Linked DNA regions of Sus scrofa: region 2 is linked to region 1. Evidence: chromatin contacts called from public HiChIP or PLAC-seq data. All regions are on one chromosome and are shown on one strand. Each heading gives the region's core, a stretch centred on a gene start, on an enhancer-like site or on the middle of the called end of the contact. The rest is flanking DNA. Distances are from core to core; before and after follow the strand shown. Region 1 holds the start of C3H16orf54 (transmembrane protein C16orf54 homolog). Region 2 holds the start of TAOK2 (serine/threonine-protein kinase TAO2).

Region 1 (3,161 bases), core at 242-2,741:
CGGTTCCTTAACCCACTGAGCAAGGCCAGGGATCGAACCCGCAACCTCATGGTTCCTAGTCAGATTCGTTAACCACTGCGCCTTGACGGGAACTCCTGTGACCCTCTTTTGAGAGACATTTACACAGCCACATATTTTTGGTAGCCTTTTACATTCTCTGGCTGTCATTTTGCACAACAAAATATGAATACCAAAACAGAAAGAAAGAAAAAAAGGATTGAAACCTAAGCCTAAACTCAACGAACACCCAATTTAAAAAAAATATTGGAGTTCCCATCGTGACTCAGCAGAAACGAATCTGACTAGGATCCATGAGGATGCGGGTTCGATCCCTGGCCTTGCTCAGTGGCTTAAGGATCCGGTGTTGCCAGGAGATGTGCTGTAGGTCGCACACACAGCTTGGTTCTGGCGTTGCTGTGGCTGTGGCGTAGGCTGGCAGCTGTAGCTCTGATTTGACCCCTAGCCTGGGAACCTCCATGTGCCGCAGGCGCAGCCCTAAAAAGAAAAAAAAAAAAGTAATACCTAGGAATACCGGTGCTATGTAGAGGTTATTTGCCAGATGAATAATTCATGTCTATGCATCCCCTGTCCTCTGACATGTGTGACTTAGGGCACAACACCTCCCTAATTCGGGGCTTACTGGTCACTTGTCAGGGAGTGAGTGGAAGGAGATCATCTCTGAAAGGCCTCCAATCCAGGCTCGGATGCTCTTCCTCCCACCCCGGCCCCAGCTCCTTCGACCTTTAGCGCCAGGAGAAAGGAGCTGAGATGGCAAATGTTCAGGGTCTTGGAGATAGGCCTACGCATGGTTTTTTTTTTTTTTTTTTGGTTGTTTTGCTTTTCTTAGGGCCGCACCCGTGGCGTATAGAAGTTCCCAGGCTAGGCATCAAATTGGAGCTACAGCTGCCAGCCGACCATAAGCCACAGCAACGCCAGATCTGAGTCTTGTCTGTGACCTACACCACAGCTCACAGCAATGCTGGATCCTTAACCCACTGAGCAAGGCCGGGGATGGAACCCGCATCCTCATGGATCCTAGTTGGGTTCTTAACTCCCTAAGCATGTTTTTCTAGCCTACATCCTTCCTAGAGGCTTGATATTTTGCTACCCAAGCCTTATCTCACAGACATTTTCCAACCAAAATTGTGGCTAAAAGGCTTGAAGACAAGGAGATGTATGTTTATGTAAAGCAGGGAGAAAGCGGGGCATGCACAAGGGCATGGGGGGCAGAGAGCAGGAGTGGATTTGGTGGGGCTGACTGTGCGGGGCAGGAACAGGGCACCCCCATGCGAGCAGGCAGAACGAGGCACCTTGGTGGCCTGGATGGGCTGTCTCTCTTTCCTGGCTTCCAGGCAGATGTCCTGGGGCCAGGGACCTGACTATGGGGTGACACTGAGTTCACAGAGCCGCTGCCCATTCCGGCCCCACCTCTTGCCAGGAAACACCTCCCCACAGCGGTGACCACATCCCCCCAGGTTGCCTTGGAAACGCTCCGCGGGGGTGGCTGGGGGATCCAGGGCACAGTTGCCCAGCAACAGGTGGTGCCCTCCCTTCCGCCCTCATCTAAGGCAACTGCCCGGCGTCCTCCGCTCACACAGGCACGGGTGGCTCTGAGGGAGAGCCAGGAGCTCAGGGACCATTGGAGGTGAGGTGAAACGGGCAGGAGGCCCCTGCAAATGCGGCCGGGGGGTGGGGGGGCGGCAGTTGCTGGGGCCAGAGAGAGGCCATCCGAGACAAACAAGGGAGACAGAGTTGGGCAGAGACTGGGCAGAGCCGGAGAGGCAGGGACAGGAGCAGAGGTGGCACCTGAGACCAGGCACCACAGCAAACCTGGGGAGCCTCTGCAGAGAGCAAGACCAACTCCCGAGGGACTTGAGGGCAAAGGAGCGTCCAGGGTGCCACCGAGGTGGAGGAGGTGAAAGTGGCCAGGAGCGGGACACACATGCTGGGCAGAGCTGGGAATGGAGGCTCTCAGTTCCTCACTCAGCAACTTCCTCTTCTAAGAAGACCCGAAGGGGCTGAGATGGTGGGGGTGGGGCCGGCAGGGGGAGGGACGAAGACCTTGGGGCCCTTGGACGTTTGTCTGAGGCACCCTGGAATCTGGGAGGACCGTGCGGCTTCAGGGACGGGGCTGAGGATGCCGAGCAGGAGGGCCTGGCTGCAGACCCAGGTCAGCCCCATCTTTCTGGCCATCTGACTCCCCCCTGCCCTTTCGGGGTCCTCCTGGCTCCTTTGTCTGCCTGGGGTGGTTTCTTCAGCCAGCCGTCCCCAAGCCCTGCTCCCCGCTGTCTCTCTCCTCACTCTGTGCACACCCGCTGCCCCCTCCTCCGCAAGATGTGCCAAGCCTGTCTCACACGCTTCCTGCCCTGTCTCTCCTCTCTCTGCCTCTCCAGATGCCTCCGACGCCAGAGCAGCCCTCCGGGCCCATGGAGGAGCCCCTGGCATTGGCAGCCTCCTCATGGCCCCCGCTGCCCTGTGGGCCCTGCGTCCCCATCATGCTGGTCCTGGCCGCCCTGGCCGCCGTCTTCCTCCTGACCACAGCCGTGTTGGCCGAACGCCTGTTCCGCCGCTCCCTCCGCCCAGACCCGGGGACCCTCGCGCCCACCCTGGTTTGGCGCCCGGGGGGAGAACTGTGGATCGAACCCACAGGCACCCCCCGAGAGCGCTCGGAGGACTGGTATGGCTCCTCAGTCCCCCTGCTGATGGACCGCGCCCCAGACCCACCCACCTTGGGGGGCACCTTGGAGGCACGAGCTACAGCTCCACCTGCCCCCAACTCCCCTCGCAACTCCTTGGTCCCCCAGACCCCGCCCCAGGCCCCAGCCCGCAGCACCTTCTGGAGGCCCCAGGTCTGGGAAGAGAGGCCCCACGCCCCAGGCCTGGTGAGCTGGGCCGAGCCTGAACAGAGGCCAGAGGCCAGTGGGTACCTGGGGAGCCCCCAGGCCCGGAGGCAGCGGCCAGGAAGCCCTGATCCCGAGTGGGGCCTCCAGCCTCGGGTCACCCTGGAGGAGATCTCAGCTTTCTGGAGGCGTGAAGGCCGGACCAGCGTGGGTTTTTGACCCCCAGGGCCTGGAGGACTGGCCCCCAGAGGCCTCTGAGACTTCTGAGAGCCCGAGCCCACACCTGAGGGCATCCCCACCCCAGGCAAGAATGCCTCTCCC
Region 2 (3,032 bases), core at 49-2,548, 160 kb before region 1:
TGGAGAAGGGGTAGCAGTGAGGGGCAAAGTGAACAGAGAGACCAGAAGGGCACAAACCCATCCGATTAGCTCAAGCACCCTAGGGTATGACCCCCGGTGACATCGGAGACCCTGTCACCTGAGGTCCCCCAGCAACCAGGCAATAATGAAGGGAAGAGGAAGGGAAAGAGGGTGGCAGCAAAAGGCAAGGCTAGTCAGAGGCTGACCACTGGCCCCGTTGGGCTTCCCCATCCTGAGGACAGGGCCTACCCAGGGCCAGCTTCCCAGAAAGAAGCACCCTTTCTTCTCAAGCTAGACACAGGGACCCGCGCCCCTGCACCCCGTGTCTCACCTGGTAGGGGTCACTATGGTGCCCCAGCGCCTCCGCCTCCTCCTGGGGTCCTCCAGCGGCTCTGCCAAGCAGGGAGAGGGGCAAGGAGACCTTTCCCCTTGCCACCTCTTCCTCGGCTTTCGCCCTTCCTGAGGGGCGGGCCCGGGAAGCCTCCCGTGGAGGGGAGGGGGTGACAACCTGATCTGACCTCGCGGTCCAGTCCTCCTCCTCCTCGAGGGCGACAGTTGCTGAATCCCGGATTTCTGATTGTGGGGTCTGAGCCCCAGATATTTGAACGGGGGGAGGCTGAATCTGATATCTGAACTAGTGGGGAATGAACCCCGGATACTGGTACACGCAGGATCCTGAACACCAGATATTTGAAATTCTATGAAACAGAGCCCCAGGTTTAGAGAGGTTGGGACCCGAGTCCCGGATATCTGAAATCTGAGGGGCTGATACCCGGATATTTGAGAAGCGTGGGGTCAAGCCCGGAAATTCGAGACCGAAGGGACTGAGCCCCAGGTCTTCGGCCACCGACAGGGGGCCTACCCCGAGGACGGTCGACCGCACGGCCCCTCTCACGCCGGGGTCCGAGGGTGACAGCCTCCACTCCCGCCCCGGCCTCCTCCCTTTCCCCTTCTCTCTCCCGAGGATAGCGGAAAGATTGTAGCTAAGGGCGGTCCCCGTGCCCTCTCTCCCTCTCCTCTTCTCAGTCTCAGCTTCTCTCCGCACCACAGCCCCGGTCTCGTCCCGGTCTCCCTCTCCCTCTTCCTCCCAATTCCAAGATGGAGACCGGGCGGGAGCGCGCAGGCGCGGTAGAGACGCCGGGCCAAGGGGGCGGGGCTCAGAAGGGAATAGTCCCGCCCCCTCCCCTTACCGCTGCGGCCGGGGAGCTGGGCAGTAACCCAGCCAGAGTGCGCGCGCGCCCCGCCACGCGGACCCCGGGTGGGAGGAGGCCGGGAGAAGGGCCAGTCTTGGAGGGGGAGGAGCCCAGCGCGCTGTCCGACAACTGGTGGTGGAAAGGGCTGCGGCGCATGCGCCCGCCCCGCCTTAGCGCTGAGCCCGAGCTTGTTGCTAGGGGAAGCTTTGAGGGGGCGCGGGTGGCAGGAAATAAGAAGCTGCGATCTGCGCCTGCGTGCAGGGTAGAGGTTGGGAGGGGTAAGGGAAGACTGCTGCTGGGCGCGGAAAAGGCGGGAAAACGGACTGTCCTGCTTAGTAACTATCCAGCCGGGACGTGGGCTACCAAGTTCGAGGAATCTTTGCTGGTAAAATTCTGTCATATTTCTTCATTGCAGCATGACGTGCACAAGGTCACACTGCACTTATGTCAAAGCATTTCCATGACCATACCCGAGAGCTGCAGTAACCTATGCCCTATACCGACCTGTATCCCAAACTAGAGAGTCAACAAGGAAAAATCCGCCAAAACCTCGCAAGCCCCTCTACCCTAAAACTCCCACCTTAATCCAATTCCCAATGAACACCCTGGGAAACGCTGGGCAAAAAAAAAAGCCTTTTATTTCCTCCCACATTCCAGCTCTCCACTTTTTGTAACATCTCTTCCAACTCCGAACGAAGACCCAAGAAGTTCACACCTGAAGAGAACAAAATAAAAAAACAGGGCAGGTCAGAGGACCCGTGGAGGAAGCTCTGGGATGGCTGTAGAAATTGAGGAAGGAGCAGAGGAAGTGACAACTAGAGATAGGTACAGGCACTTATGCCAACTGAGATGGCCTCAGGACCCCAGGATCTGCCAGGAGTCAGAAACTCTTCCTTTCCAGTCTGCTCAGATCTAAGAAAGGCTGAGAGGGATCCGCCTTTCTCCATCCCAGGTAGGTGGTCGCGGAATTCCTGTGGCACAGCAAGTTAAGGATCCCACTTTGTCACTGCAGCGGTGTGGGCCACTGATGTGGCATGGGTTTGATACCTGGGCCTGGGAACTTCCACAGGCCACAGGCAGAGCCCCCCCCCCCCAAAAAAAAAGGAAAAGGAAAAAGAAGAAAACTAGGTAAGTCTTGAGGGTCTAAATCCTTTCGTCAGAGCCATTCCCTGGGCCTGTGCTGTTTCTTCTTCTCTCGCAGTTATTTCCTAAGGCACAGCAGCCAGCAAGCTGAGAACAGTTTAGGAGCTGGGTGTACAATATATGACTCATTTTCAAATTATATGAGACTCACCTGAAAGGGTGAGATTTTTTTACAGGATATATATATATATATTTTAACCATAATGAGCTGACCCACTAACTAGTCCAATATGTCCCACACTCCCACTTTGGAAGATGTGTTCCCTCCAAAGACCCTGCTAGCAGAATCAACTTTATCTAAATGGAATGATGGCTAATGGAAAAAGAGAAGATGCATGTGAAGTCCTTGGGCACGTAGTATGTGCCCAGTAAATGGAATCATCAATCAATTCCTTTGAGCAGTTCAAAATGAATTTTACAAAATTTGCATCATAAAACAGGGTATCAGAATTTTAGGACAAATGCAAAACAAACATTAATTCATATCCAGAACATATCAAATTTGAACCCTCTTCATTCACCACTGATGCCAAAAAGCCTGGATGAGAACTACACCTATGGATGAATCTTAAAATCAGAATGTTTAACCAAAAGAAGTCAGTCACAAAAGAATATGAGTCCACCCATATAAGGCACAGAAATAAGTAAAGCCAAACCATATTGTTTAGGAATGGCTCTTTCTCAGTTAGAATTGCC

What was found. HiChIP or PLAC-seq counts read pairs in DNA pulled down with a chosen protein or histone mark.
Region 2: an H3K27ac HiChIP or PLAC-seq map of alveolar macrophages shows a contact between it and region 1. The contact joins the promoter of TAOK2 here to the promoter of C3H16orf54 in region 1. A contact is called at or near these places in 3 of 5 promoter capture datasets (fetal liver, fetal skeletal muscle and liver), 1 of 47 Hi-C or Micro-C datasets (embryonic fibroblasts) and 2 of 2 datasets of contacts at active chromatin or transcription factors (alveolar macrophages and skeletal muscle).

The regions. Positions count from the first base shown.
Region 1 is chr3:18,012,611-18,015,771 of Sscrofa11.1, reverse strand. It overlaps C3H16orf54 (transmembrane protein C16orf54 homolog), which reads left to right and starts at 1,491. Exons shown (of 2, transcript XM_003354555.4): 1 at 1,491-1,645; 2 at 2,394-3,161. The coding sequence starts at 2,394. The coding sequence ends at 3,059.
Region 2 is chr3:18,176,613-18,179,644 of Sscrofa11.1, reverse strand. TAOK2 (serine/threonine-protein kinase TAO2) reads right to left here and starts at 1,298. Exons shown (of 18, transcript XR_002342897.1): 1 at 332-1,298. It overlaps TMEM219 (insulin-like growth factor-binding protein 3 receptor), which reads right to left. Exons shown (of 7, transcript XM_021088010.1): 7 at 1,811-1,908.